Regions from separate parts of the Sus scrofa genome. Here region 1 is linked to region 2. A link is a contact called in public Hi-C data. All regions are on one chromosome and are shown on one strand. Each heading gives the region's core, a stretch centred on a gene start, on an enhancer-like site or on the middle of the called end of the contact. The rest is flanking DNA. Distances are from core to core; before and after follow the strand shown. Region 1 holds the start of SRSF6 (serine and arginine rich splicing factor 6). Region 2 holds the start of IFT52 (intraflagellar transport protein 52 homolog).

The links. Hi-C and Micro-C count contacts between places; a contact is called where the count stands out from the background.
Region 1: a contact with region 2 is called in a Hi-C map of liver, with 3 times the contacts expected there. The contact joins the promoter of SRSF6 here to the promoter of IFT52 in region 2. A contact is called at or near these places in 8 of 47 Hi-C or Micro-C datasets (alveolar macrophages, epiblast stem cells, heart right ventricle and 3 more) and 2 of 2 datasets of contacts at active chromatin or transcription factors (alveolar macrophages and skeletal muscle).

Annotation. Positions count from the first base shown.
Region 1 is chr17:46,116,920-46,124,234 of Sscrofa11.1, reverse strand. SRSF6 (serine and arginine rich splicing factor 6) reads right to left here and starts at 4,623. Exons shown (of 6, transcript NM_001077217.1): 1 at 4,517-4,623; 2 at 4,144-4,292; 3 at 2,726-2,850; 4 at 2,372-2,580; 5 at 2,160-2,243; 6 at 1,695-2,058. The coding sequence starts at 4,623. The coding sequence ends at 1,695. LOC100520338 (a long non-coding RNA gene) reads left to right here and starts at 5,321. Exons shown (of 7, transcript XR_297849.3): 1 at 5,321-5,499.
Region 2 is chr17:46,205,730-46,213,352 of Sscrofa11.1, reverse strand. It overlaps IFT52 (intraflagellar transport protein 52 homolog), which reads right to left and starts at 3,397. Exons shown (of 13, transcript XM_021078178.1): 1 at 2,994-3,397; 2 at 1-12. SGK2 (serine/threonine-protein kinase Sgk2) reads right to left here. Exons shown (of 15, transcript XM_021078166.1): 15 at 4,546-4,933.

The sequences.
Region 1 (7,315 bases), core at 3,374-5,873, 90 kb after region 2:
AAAATATTCACAGAAATAAGATCATGGAAGAAGCATCAACCTTTTGGGGCACTATGTTTCTAAGATCAGGCTCCAAGATTTCCTAACCGGAAGCCCAGAAATTTCTTAAAGCGTCTTTTAACATGAGAGAATGATCCCAATTACAGTGTTGACGTCTAGATCTTATAATCTGAATCCATTTTTTTTTCTTCTCAGTATTAGGTTTGCCTTCTGGATTATCTGAACCTACAAACCAACTCTAGATTATGAAGCTTTCTAGTCACATCTGTGGCACAATGACTGGTACCCATCACACCTTAGGCACTACCCAGCCCTAGATACCTTACATACACTGACAGCTCCTAGGAAGAAGTCAAAGCTGAGCCAGATAACCTACATCTTCATTTCAGACTAATTAAGAATGTGAACAAAGAGTAATTCACTTCTCAAACTGCAATTTCAACTAATTAGGTTTATGGATGTATCGAATAAACAGTAACCCAGTAACTCCTACAAATCTGCAGTATTATAATTTGGTAAAGTACAAAAAGTATATAGAGCTTACTCATCTAAAGTTTCTCCAAGCCAACCACATACTGTCAAGTTGGTAAGGATGATCTACCCAATTATCACACAATCCCACTAACTACAAAGGGGACTCATTGTTAGGTGGAATTTTACTTTAATTGGCAACCAATTTACCAAGTGATCTCATAAGTGCCTGTTAGATATTAAGGATCTTCCAGTAGAAAATGTAGTATTTGCTTTTCCATTTTGAGTAACACACTAAATCTGATCAAAGAAAGGTTACTTCCATTTTTACGTAGCAGACATTAAAGACAATGGAATCAGACTCCAACAAAACACTAATTACAATGACCACTTCCAGAAAGTGGGATTACCAGACTAAACGAGAGCCCAAGTATTAGGAACTCTTTCTTAATAAGAGTTCAACTAATTTAAGTTTGAAAAAGGTTTCATCATTTAAAATCTACTGATTTAGATAAAACTGTATAACAGATTAACTACAAAATCTTTTAACTTAACCTGTTAAAGGGGCCAATGACTTTGGCAAATTTGATCAACAGCACAAAATGTTATCCAAATTGAGTAATTTATTGCTGGTCTGAGGCTTGCCTTGTTTTACACTTAAGTAGAATTCACACTGTTTTCACGAATAGCAAATTATCAATATTTAAAGGAATTTAAGAGTGACCTATTCAATAAGGCAATCATCTTGGTAGCAAATTTTTATTGAAATCTTACATAACTCAAGCTTTATAAAAAGCCAACATAATTAAAAATTGGGTTCTCCCTCTAAAGCCTTAAGTATTCAAAGCTTGAAACGGTTAATTTAAAAGCAAACAAATATAACGACAACAAAACCCCTGCAGCAGATCCTGCTGAAATACTTAAAAAAAAAAAAAAAAAAATCTAAATGAGCTTAATCTTTACAAAAGTTGTTTTAGCTCAAAAGCTATAAAATCAAAAGTTATCTTAATTCTACAAAGAAGGGAGAGGATCTTTGACTTCATGGCATTTCTTTAGAACCTCATCTTTTTCATCGAATTTGGCCACAAATCAAATTTTTGTGTGCCCCTCTTTTCAGGAGATTCCACTCGCAGAAGAGGCCAAATATAAACATGGAAGAGTAACTGCCTAAGCAAGTAGGAAAAGTGTTCCGTTATAGTGTGCAAAGAACCAAAAGTTCTGGGTTAATCCCTGGAACTCGATCTGGATCGTGACCTTGACTTTGAACGAGATCGAGAACGGGATCTTGAAGCTCTTTTTGGTGGAGGAGACACAGAACGGGCCTTTGAGGGTGGAGCAGGTAGGGGTGAATGGGAACGAGACTGGCTCCTTGATCTAGATTTTGACTTTACATCACCTTTTCCATTTTCTTTGGGGGAACGAGATCGAGAACGAGACCTGCTTCGAGATTTCTCATACTCATCCTTTGATCTGCTTCGAGAGCGTGAACGGGATCCCCGATCAGACTTGGCCTTAGACTTGCTTTTTGATCTAGATTTTCTGCCCTTTGAACGGGAACGTGATCGACCTTTGCTCCGAGACCTGGATCTAGACAAGAAAAGCCAGATTGCTCAATATCTCGCCAGGACACCCAAGTGCTCTATGAAACAAAGTATGTTATTCAGAAAAACACTCAAGGACACATTTACCGGGAGCGACTTTTCGAGATACTTCGAGATCTACTGCGGCTACTCCTACGACTCCTACTTCGTGACCTTCTTCTAGATCGTGACCTACATGTAACAGGAAATAGGATAAATCTTCATCCCAAGACATCTCGACATGAATATTTGTACAACTTCCAATACGGTGTACCAAAAGAAACTAATATTCCCCCCCTCCATACCCTTCAACAAGTTACCTTGATCTGCTTCCAGAGTAAGACCGCCTATGGCTTGTTCGCGGTTTATCTTCAATGAGTCTGATATTTCTCCCATTGATTTCTGTACCATCCAGCTTATCTAAAGCACGCTTCATGTCAGAGTAGGAGCGAAACTCAATGACGCCTTCGTTTGTGCGTTCTTTGTGAGCATCCGCATAGGTTACTTCACCTGCTTGCCTCATGAAATCCTAAAAGAGCAGTAAGACCGGTCAGACTCAGAAATCTAAAGGAAAAAAGATCTATGTGCTATATTTGATTCTCAGAAATGAAAGAGCAATACAAAAGCCTACCTTCTAAACATTAGTCATACCACCTTTAAGTTATAGCACTTACCTTTAAATCCTGCCAACTGCAACGACTAGAAAGATTTTCTACAATAAGCCTGAATTCTGTGCGTACAGGTGGTCCGTATTTGTCTCTGCCAGAGGTTCTCCGACTGCTGTATCCACCTCCACCACCTTTATCACATGAAGAGAACAATTAGGTGTTTTGTAATGATAGGGATGCATAGTTTTTGAAAGTTAGTACAAACATATTAACTTTTATTTACTGGAGTAGGACTTTGCTATTATATTGCTAAACCTTCGATACAGTTGTGATTTGCCATAAATTAAATTAAGGGCAAGTCAAATAGACTAAATCCAACTAAACTTCTCCTACAATCTGTTAGAGAGTGACTGCTCCTTTATTCAATTTACCTCGCTAAGTTTTATTTTACAGAACATTGTAAAATATAAAACTTAACTGATTACATGCATTTCTACATTTTACAAAAATGTTTACTAGTTACACTAAGTACTTACATCACAGTGTGAGGTTTTTGGTGGTGGTTTGGCCACAAAACACGCAAGGTAACAGTCACCTAGTTCAGATTAACCAGTTTTGTCTAACCCTCGGAATCCTCACCATCACCCTGCGTCTAATGGCAAAAGGCTGCTGTCGTCATGGCTTCCGGTAAGGTCAGCCAAAGGGTCATAGGGCAAGGGTCACACAATGTATGGAAAAGCCAAGGCCAATCAGGAAAGGCAGTCATCTTAGCCTCAGTGGACACAGCCTCAGCCCCATTGGTCACTTTCAAATTGAAACATCAAGGACTTGTTAAAAAGTTTGAATTCAACATGCAACAATTTCAACATCAAACATTTAACATAACCAAAATCCCCCCACCTCCTCCCCATAACATGCCCCAACTAGTTCAAATATAGCATAAAGCTCATTTAGATCTACTTTGTGGTACAATACCACATTACGTCAAAATAACATTTTCTTTGGCCCCTGCCAATTTTAATAACTTTAAGTCCTAAGCTTCAAACTCCACCCCTTCCCCCGCCCCCAACCCCACCTCCACCCCAGCCTGTCCCCAAACCTCCATGCTAAATCATTCACATTTCTACCTAATGCACTGACAGGTAAGCGAGGGAGATACAAGTACAGCCAACCCTCGCTTCCTCCGTAGGCAGAGCCCACGACAGTGCTGACAGGGGCCCAGCACACGTTACCCCCTCCCGACTAAGCAACTCCCGCCCCCAAACACACAAACTCCCGCTAGGCAAAACCCACCACCCAATCCCCGCGCTCCGGCGTCCCGTGGCTTTCCCGGGCAGGCGTGAAGGCAGCGGGCCCCGGGGACACCCGAGTCAAGCGACCCGGGCCAACGCGCCTGCCCGGCTGGGAGGCCCCACCCCGCCCCCCTAAGCCTGCACCCGCCCCCGGGGTCCCAAGGACACGGAGCGCGCGGGGGTGGGACTCACTGCGGCTTCCGTAGCTGTAGCCGTCGCGATCGCGGCGCGGGCCCCGGGCGTGCTCCACGATCACGCGCTCGCCGCAGAGCTCCTTGCCGTTCAGCTCGTAAACGGCGTCGTCGGCGTCGCGGGAGTCCTCGAACTCCACGAAGCCGTACCTGAGGGCGGCGCGAGGGCCGGAGACCGGCGGACGTCGTTAGGCCGGGGGCGCGCACGCGCGCTGCTCCCGCTCCTCGCGCGCTCCCGCGGCCCCGCGCGGCCGCCATCTTGGCGGCCCTGCCACGCGGCACCGCGGCCTTGGCCGTCTCCTCCCTCCGATGGGCCCTGCCGCCGTAGGCCCGCGGCGCTGCGGGCGGACGCGGGCGCCCAGCCTCCGACTCACCCATTTTTAAGGTCAATTTCGAGAAGGCGGCCATAGCCGCTGAAAAAGCGCTGGATGTCCTTCTCCCGGACGTTGTAGCTCAGGCGTCCTATGTAGACGCGCGGCATGTCCGTGGCGGGCGAGGGGCCCGAGGGCTGGCTGTCGAACGACGAACCGCAAGGCAGAAGCCGCGGTGCGGGTGCGGGGACGGCAAAAGCCCGGACACGCGCCTCACACCGCAGTGGCGGCCGAGTCCAGCCACACAATGGTGCGCGCGCGCCTGGGCTACGCTATAAGGGCGAGCGGCCAGGGGCGGGGCCCGGCGCGTGACGTCAACGCGCAGCACGTACCCTCCCGCGCTGAAGCGCGGAGCGCGAGAGTGACTTGCGGGACCTCCGCGCTCCAAGTTTCAGGGAAGTGCGGTTCTATTCGCTCACCGAACTTTCTCCACACATCTTTGTAGACGTCGTATCCCGTCGTCCAGTCAAGGACTTGTTTTCTAATCTGTACCTTAAAAAAAACTTCCTCTGTGAGTTCTCTCCGGGACTCGCGCTTGGGAGGCCGGCTAGGAAAATCCCTCTTTTCATTGGTTATCGAGGTTGTCACTATAGGCCTCCCTGGTCTCTGATTGGTTTTGGGAACGAGGCTGCAAATTTCCCCTATGGATCGCTCAGCTTGCGCTCTGCCTAGTGTAGAAGGCGTTCTCCACACGGTTAGCTGCCTATTTCCACAGAATCCGAAGTTAGCGCTCTGAGGTCGTGGTGACGCGGTCGGGAGCGCACGGTACTGCTGGCTTCTATCCCTCGTGGTCCCACTTCACCGCCTCCTTTTACGGCCACCTGTCCTTCCAGGGGGTCTTTCTTGGAGCACCGTCACCTGGAGTCACCTGTAGATTGAGGTGTGCATGGCAACCCCCCCGGCTCGCTGCGGGTGCTGGAAAAGGGAGGCGGGCCAAGGCCTCCGGCCCAGAAAGTTGAGCAAGACCTGGCAACCTTCCCACAGAGGTACGCTCATTTTCTCCCCCGTGTGGAGAGGCCGTAGTCCCAACGCGATCCCTTCCCATTATCTATACCGCAAAAACACGCACATTTTGGAGTTTACCACTAGAGTTGCCAGTTAAAGCTGGCGAATTAGATGAAAACCAGGAGTAAAGTTTAAGTGGAGAGCAGAAGACCCTGGCGTCGTCTTGGAACTTAAGTAAGGGGAAGGAGTGCCTGGAGAGGTGGAGAAAAGAGCCCGAGGGCGTTGTGTCACACTAGCTGAGGGGAAAGGGCGTTGCCGCGATAATACTGGCTGTGTACGTATTTCTGTATATTCCAGCGCTTCGGGAGCAAGGCAGCCTTGCACTCTACAGCTTCTAGTTGGAAGGTGGCAGTTTTGCCCCCCGGGGGACATTTGGCAAAGTCAGGGGGTCTGACAGTTGTGACGACGGGGGGAGGGGGAGTGTTAATAACTGGCGGCTAGTGGTAGAGGCTACGCTCAGCTTAAAGTTAGGTGAATAAAACGTATTGATAGATCTTTAAAAAAAATTAGTGGGTCGTGATAATTAGGGAAAGGAGGATTAACAATGGGATAACATTTTTTTTCACCCTTCGAACTGTCAATATTTTAAAGTTTGTTAAAATTCACTATTGGCAAGAGGTGAACCAGGAAATGCTACTCTGAACATTCCTTTGGGGAAGGTAATGGGGCTACTTACTAAAGATGCATATGGGGAATGGGGTGTCACCTCCTCTCTCCTTGCAGTTCATTTGTCCAGAAAGAAAAATGCAACTGATGCCATTTCGGCGCTCTCTCACCTCTTTCTCCAGAGCCCAGTGGCTACTCTTAACAAAAAATTTGAATAGCGATGATAATATTTGGTACTCTCAGATATCATTATTGAAGGGACTGTTGGGCCATCCACATTCTGTGGACTCTTGCTGATAATCTCACTCACCTCTGTTGACATTTTGGAAGAAAAAGTCAAAGGAGAAAAGATGAATGCAGCATGGGATCTATCTCATTTCTTTAGACTCTGTGGCAGTGTCTGAAGTGTCTTTAGACATGATGGCAGATAAAATCAGTACTTTTGAAAGGTAACTGCAGGAGTCTTTCAGCCAGAGAGAGGAGCCTCAATCTGACCCAGAAGAGAGTTAATAACTTCAAATCTGTAATTGCCCAGATTGTAAAGTACAGCCTAGAGCTGGGCACACTTGTGGTTTTCAAGCTATTGGATATTTTTACATGTATTAATCAGAAACCAAAGGTATTTCCCAAGTACTGTGTGATTCAAAGTGATGTAAGCTGGATTCTGATAGGTTTTTCTGTTTTATACCTAAAAAATGTATCATTCTGGGGCTGTCATATTAATTGGATTTTGGGAAAACATGGCACCTCAAGTGGGTGGAGTGGAATGCCTTGTAGCAAACAATGGCCCCAGGCTGAATCAGGCCTGCCTCACGTTTCATAAATAAAATTCTACCTTTATGGTTGAGCAGGCCACAACCACTTACTTACCTATTGTCTGTAACCCACAACCACAGTACTGAATAGCAGAGATTGCCCACAAAACCTAATGTGTTTACAAGCTGGTTCTTTACAGAAAAAGTCTGCCTACCTTTGGTCCATGTTGTAAAGATGCCTGTGGTATGTTGTTGAGTAAAAAAGGCTAGTTTTAATATATGCATGGTTTCATTTTTTTGTTTGTTTGTTTGTTTTTTGTCTCTTGAGGGCCGCATCTCCGGCACATGGAGATTCCCAGGTCAGGGGTCCAGTTGGAGCTGTAGCTGCTGGCCTATACCAGAGCCACAGCAACGCGGGATCCGAGCCCCGTCTGCA
Region 2 (7,623 bases), core at 2,148-4,647:
CTCCATGATCGCCTTATGGAAAAAAGGATCAGGAAAAGGAAACAATAAACAGTACTCCAAAATAAAGACCCTAAAAAGACTAAACCGTCTATTTCCTCTAAATCATTAAGAAAAGGCATACAGGAGTTCCCTCGTGGTCTAGCAGTTAAGGACCCAGCGTTGTCACTACTGTGGTATGGGTTCCATCCTTGGACCAGGAACTTTCATATGCTGAGGAGGCAGCCAAAAAAAAGCATACAGTTGGAACTGCAGCTTAGCTACAATTTCCCTACAATTCCAAAGGCTGAGAGTAAAATGAATAATCACAGCTGCTGCCAAAAAATCAAGGCAAACCTTGGCCTTCCCACTGGCCCACTCCCAAGGCCCTGTTCTGCCATCACCATGTTTCCAATCTGATTTTTCAGTTTACTACCCTTAAACATGGGGTATAGTTTTCCAAGTTCTTTTTATACATGTTAACTTAGTTTTATTTACAAAACAGGACCATATGTGCTACTCTGCAACGCACTTCTTTTCACCCAACCTGTTATCTTTCACATCTTTCCATGTCACCCTATGTGGATCTCCCACTCTTTTAGAAACTGCCGTACAGTATTCCATTTTATGGATGCAACATAATTTATGCAACCCATCATATAATGACATGTTATTCCCCCAAATTTTTGCTGGTAAAATACTACTACAACATCATCTTTGACATGTTTTTCTGTACTGTGCATATCTATGGAATAGAGGCTTATCTGTTGAATGGCTAAGTAAATTATTTCCAAATTGCCCTCCAAAAAAATTGTACTAAGTTTTACTTCCACTAATATGTTTGTTTCCACACAATCCAATCTACTTTTAATTTTTCATCCTTGCTAAATAATAAGATAGGCAAAAAAATCCTTATTGTTTTAACTTGCACTTTGAAATTAGTGAGATGGTCATCTTCCACAGTGTGTATTGGCCGCTTGTATTCTTCTAATTTTCTTGTTCATATACTCTGCTCATTTTTCTGTTAGGTTTAATATTTTTCTAATTGATCTTTAAACAAATACTTTCATAAGTTTATTTGTCTTTAAACTTAGCTATTGGTAGTTTTCTTCTTTTGGGGGAGGTTATTTTGGTTGAATTTTGCTGGCCATACACAGGTTTTAAACGTTATAGAGTCAAGAGTATTAATATTTTCTTTTCTCACTTCTGGATTGTATAACTGTCTTTCTTTTTTTTTTTTTTTTGTCTTTTTGTCTTTTTGCCATTTCTTGGGCCGCTCCTGCAGCATATGGAGGTTCCCAGGCTAGAGGTTGTATCAGAGCTGTAGCCACTGGCCTACGCCAGAGCCACAGCAACGCGGGATCTGAGCCGAGTCTGCACCTACACTACAGCTCACGGCAATGCCGGATCCTCAACCCACTGAGCAAGGCAGGGATCGAACCCGCAACCTCATGGTTCTTTGTCGGATTCGTTAACCACTGAGCCACGACTGGAACTCCTAGATTGCATGACATATTTAGCAGCGTTTTTACCATGCTATGACTATAAATACATCCACAATGCTTACTTCTAGTATTTCATGATTTAATAATTTTTAAGATTTAATTTTTAGTCCATTTAAAATTGATTTTGGTGCTTAAAATTCATTGTTAATTGTTCTTTTTTTTAAAATTACTAGAAAGCTGTCTGACACCAATCCATCTTTAAAATACCACACTGCCAGAGTTCCTACTGTGGCACAGTGAGTTAAGAATGCAACCACAGCAGCTCAGGTTGCTGCAGAGATGCAGGTTTCATCCACAGCCCAGCGGCCTGGCACAGTGGGTTAAAGGATCCAGTGTAGATCACAGCGGCAGCTCAGATTCAATCCCTGGCCCTGTAACTTCCATATGCCACGGGTGTGACCATTTAAAAAAAAAAAAATTGCTTTATATAGTAAATCCCTATAAACTGAATTTTATTAATTTTTTTTGTTTTTTGGGTTTTTTTTTTTTTTTTTGTTTTTTTGTTTTTTGCTTTTTAAGGCCACACTCACAGCATATGAAAGTTCCCAGGCTAGGGGTCCAATCAGAGCTGAAGCTATCTGCCTACGCCACAGCCACAGAAATGCAGGAATTTGAGCTACATCTTCGACCTACACCACAGCTCACAGCAACGCCAGACCCTTAACCCACTGAGCAAGACCAAGGATCAAACCTGCATCCTCATGGATACTAGCCGGTTTTGGCAACCACTGAGCCACAAAGGGAACTCCTAATTTTACTATTAATTTTTTATACTCTATTTGGCCATAAGTTCCTGCTCCATTCCATACTTTTTAAATTATTACAGCTTTATAATATATATATTATAATATTTAGGAGTGTTGATAAGAGCTAACGCCTCTTATTACTCTTAATTTTTAGAATTTTCCTAATACTGTTATTCCCATATTTTTATTCTTCAGGGCGAACTTTAAAATCACTTTGTCAGGTTAAAAAAAAAAAATACCCCCATGTTCCACTGCAACTATCTTTCATGTTCTGTTGCATCCATGCCCATGCTTATTTTCACACTGTATAATACAACACTGTATTCTGCCTTCTGATTAGGTTAGTGGTTGCGTAATTACGCCATAATAAACTCAATCACCGCCTTCGAGGGCATCTTTTCCATTTTTTGCCAACATAGACACTACTGAAATTTACATATTTCTGCTTCTGCCATTAATTATTTTTTGTCGAAGGACAAATTCCTAAGAGCAGGATTCCTAGAAAAAGGGGATGAGACTAGGATATTTTGTTATGGTTTCTTGTCCAATGATCTTTCATCTTCAGCAGGATGACTAAAAATCTCCCAGTCAGAGGCGAGCTAAACGTGAGCCCAGTCTGAGGTCCGGGATCCGGGCCTATTATCTGTGCCCCACTTTTACTAAACCCTAGCAGACCCCAATTCCGAAGACGGGCCCAAAGGCCCTCGCCAACTCCTAGGCCTCCCCAACGCCCGGGCCGGTCCACCACGGTCGAAATTCCGCTTACCTGAGGCCCAGTGACCACCATCTCCACTTGACACCACCCAGCGTCCCGCGGCCAGGTATCCAAGGCCGCTTAGCAACAGCGGAGGCGAAGCTGCGCGCTTGGTAGGCGGGGACCGCGGCGTGGATCTACCTCCGGAGCTACGTGATGACGACAGAACTGAAGAAGCCGGTACACCTAGCTCGCCTAGGAGGGGGAGGGACCAGTGAGAGAGGGGGCGGGGCTAACCTCGGACTGTACTATTATTTTGGATGAGGGGTAAATCCAAATAGAACTTGTTTAACTTCAGACCAAAGATAAGCTCATTTTATTTTCTCCTTTAATATCAACTCTTATTAAAATCTGATAAAAACGACAGGCCCCGAGCGCCCAAATTTCGCTCCACTCCGAGAAAGACTAGTGAAGGCTTCCCGCAGCAGTGCGGGAGACCCAGCCTTGATCCCAAGAGCGCAGGCGCAGAGATACGCGAGGCGGGGTGCAGCCATGCGGCGGCGCGTATCCTGCGTCAGGAATGCGTGCCTCGAGTTCGCTTGCGTAATGGGAGGGTTTCAGTCCCCTGGGAGGCTGGGGAAGCCCACCGAGAGGATGGTGGACAGGTTTAGTGGGAGAGTGGGAGGTAAAACGAGGTGGTTCTTTGTGTTTGAATACCCCTGTTGTTCATTGCCAAAATGCCAGGCCTCGGATGAATCAGTGAACCCGCCCTCTGCGCATCCCCAGGCGGGGAGTTACACCTGGCCAGATCCTACCAAAAAGTAAAAATATAAACTGTTTAAGGGATCTGTGAGGGGCGGGAGCTGGGCCGACCGGGGACCCCCACTGAAAGAAGAATGGTTCAATAAAGCAAGGATTGGGGAAGGGCGTTGGGGCAGAAAGAACTGCTTATGCGGAAGAGCCACGTATGGGTTGCCCTGCAGTCGCTGTGAAAATGAGAAACCAGACAGTAGTTTCCACAAATAGGGCACTCTTCTCCCCAGCGGACTGCTCAGTGCCTGCCCTGAGCGAACGTGGATGTGTGTACTAAGCCCGCTACCTGGCTAGCTCAAACGATAAAAGCAGTCTTTGTGATTGATGTTTGTTGCAGTCTGCAGCATGTACAGAGTAGTCGGAGTTTTAGGGTCTTAAAATACAAGACTCCTGTTTCCTTTTCACACCTACTGTCACTGCAAAGTTAAGTGGAAACAGAGTGATTGTGATTTCCCTTCCTGAGGATGCTGTCTTTTGGTGCAAAATTGGGTGAGTACAGTTTGCAGTCAGTGTTTGCTAGAAGACGGAAAGAGGGCCTGCCCAGAGCACCTCTTCCACTTTTGAAGGCTGTAGAAAAAGCAAGCACCTTAGCATCAGCTGCCACCAAGTTCAGTTCCTGTTTGTGTCTTGTACCAGCTGGCTGACTTTGGGCAAGTTGCTTACTGTCTCTGAGTGAATATTTCTTATCTGTAAAGTGAGGTTAATTTCTAAATGCTGGTTTATTGTGAGTTTTGTAGATAATACCTATGAAGCTTAAAATGTGTTTAATAAACAGGTGTGAACGTGTCTGTTCTGATATTCAACAGATCAATACCGTCATTTTTCATTTTTATTTTCTATCCTGGTGAAAATTTTGTGATTTTACAGTCCTAGAACAGATAGAGCAATTATGTGTTTCACAGCCCATAGTGGGTTGTATACTTTTGACAGTACTATCACATTTCTGACAATTACACGCTCTTGCTTTTGGCTTTGGAAAGTTGGGTGAATTTTGGCTTCTCCCTCACCACGTTCCACATTTGTCTATTGGCAGACGCTATGAAGGTGGAAATCAAATCAGAGTGTTTCAGAATTACAGGTCAACGTAACAGTAGCTCTTCGTGACCTGGTTTTTGATTCCCAGTAGGTCAATGTCACTGTCATTGGTGTGTTTTCCATGGGCTTCTAACTTCATCTTCCATAATTCCTGGGGCAGTGGGCTGGGTAGACAAAAAGGTAAGGCAAAGAGTAAGAATGAGTTAAGAGAAAAGCCTATAAAATCACCAGCACACACTGGTGTTAAGAAAGTTCCCCTGTCAGAGTTCCCGTCGTGGCGCAATGGTTAACAAATCCGACTAGGAACCATGAGGTTGCGGGTTCGGTCCATGCCCTTGCTCAGTGGGTTAACGATCCGGCGTTGCCGTGAGCTGTGGTGTAGGTTGCAGACGCGGCTCGGATCCAGATTGCTGTGGCTCTGGTGTAGGCCGTGGCTACAGCTCTGATTCAACCCCTAGCCTGGGAACCTCCATATGCTGCGGGAGCAGCCCAAGAAATAGCAACAATAACAACAACGACAAAAAAAAAAAAAAAAAAAAAAGAAATGAATCCGACCAACTAGGAACCATGAGGTTCGGGTTTGATCTCTGGCCTTGCTCAGTGAGTTAAGGATCTGGTGTTGCCGTGAGCTGTTGTGTAGGTTGCAGACACAGCTCAGATCTGGTGTTGCTGTGGCTGTGGTGTAGGCCAGTGGCTACACTCCGATTTGACCCCTAGCCTGGGAACTTCCATATGCCATAAGTGTGGGCCTAAAAAGCAAAAAAAAAAAAAAAAAGTTCCCCTTGGGAGTTCCCTTGTGGTGAAGTGGGCTAAGGATCTGGCATCACTGTAGCAGCTTAGGTTGCTGCTGTGGCATGGGTTTGATCCCTGGCCTGGGAATTTCTACATGCTGCAAGTAAGGCAAAAAAAAGTTTCCTTCATGTCCACAAACCAAAAAGCTAATAAGACCATCCTGAAGAAGTAGGTGATGAACCACAGGTTTGTCAAAAAGATTTTTTCACTGAAATAAAGCAGCATGATCCATCAGACAAGTGCAGAGTGTCTTGCACTCATGAGGTTTTATATGCTCTCATTTATTCCAGTAAGAATTACTTTTAGAAGTGGCTATTCACCAGGCCTGTACCAGCCCCCACCTCTGTCCAAGGCCTGGGCTCACTATGGCCCTAGATGTGCCAAGTATACAGGGGCATGCAAGGTGGAGCAAAGCATCCAGTTGAATGCTTCCTCTTTGAGACCCCATTTCCCATCACTTGGCTTGTTCCAGCCATCCTGGCTGGGCTCTCCTTAGAGATTTTGACAGTTGATCGCTTGGACCTAACAGGCAGGGTGAAGGGCACACCCAGAGGAGTCATAGGGCTCCAATCCCAGCTCTGGCCCTTATTATCTATGTGACCTCCAGGCAGGGTACAACTTCTCTGATCCTATTTCATCATTGGTAAAAAGAGGATAGATAGAAATAGTTCCTCCCTTAAGGTTGTTTGGATGGAAACTGATAATAGAATTGAAAGCGTCTAGCATCGAAGCTGGTTCAGCATAGGCAGGTGTTCTGAAGCTGACTCTGACCAGTAAAGCAAAAAAGGAGTGGTTAACGGGATCAGAAGCTCTCAAAATCATTGAGAATACTGGAGAAGGAGACTCAAGGCTTCCCAGGAACGATGTGCACCACTGACCTGATTGGGAAATAGATGCTGCCAGCAACTACCAATCGCTACCATTTGCATTGTTGCCACATCTACACCAGGAACTCTGTTTTGTGGGTTTTGTGACCACAGCTACCACATGAAAGAGAGCTCCCTGTTCCTTCCTTGAGTCAAAAATCTACCACAGGTGCATCCTGGGGTCACATGCCTGGTCCAGGCTGCAGGGGAGGCTGGTGGTGGGGGAGGGGGGTAGGTATCTATCTAGCATTTACAGCTACTGTAAGTGGAGGTAGTTACTGCCTCTCATCATAGCCCATTAAGTAGGAGATTCCCTGAAGAGAAGAAGGGGTTCAGATGCCAGGCGGCCCAACCTAATAGCAAATGTCCGATACCACCCACCCAAAGAAAGACATCATCAGCATGGGAAAACAGGGTGTTGGGTGGTACCCTATAGGCTTGTGACATCTCTGTCATTTTACACACTGAGATCGAAATCCAAACACCAAGAGACTCTGGTGGTACAGGGGTCCTGTTGCCTACCCAACATTTTCCCCTTCTCCCTTCGTGTCAGAACCCCTGTGTTATAGGAGAGTAATGTGCCCCACTAAATAGACATATATCCTGGCCTCCACTACAGGTAGGGTGGATGCCTCATAAGATGTAAGCAGGAGTCATCCGGTGGGGCTTCTGGGGAAGCTCTATAAAGGTGATCTTTTGCTCTTTCCTCCTTTTTCCCTGCCCAGGATACGGAAGCAGTGGCTAGAGCTCCACTATCACTCTACGATAGTATAATAATCCTAATAGCAGAACCCACTTGTCAAGGATGGCAGAGCAGAAATACAGAAAGCCGCTGAGTATCTGATGACCTGTTGTACCAGCCCTGCATCCACCTAACACATCCTTCGTTTATGTACTGGAAAAGAAAAAAATCTTTTTTTTTCTCTTTTCACCGCTACACCTGCGGCATATGGAAATTCCCAGGCCAGGGGCCAAATCAGAGCTGCACCCCCAGCCACAGCCAGGGAAACGCTGGATCCAAGCTGCATCTGCGACCTACACTGCAGCTTGTGGCAACACTAGACCCTTAAACCGTTGAGCGAAGCCAGGGCTCAGAACCCACATCCTCATAGAGACAATATTGGGGCCTTAACCTGCTGGGCCACAATGGGAAATCCTAGAAAAGATCTTATTCAAGCTATGGTAACGCTGGGTCT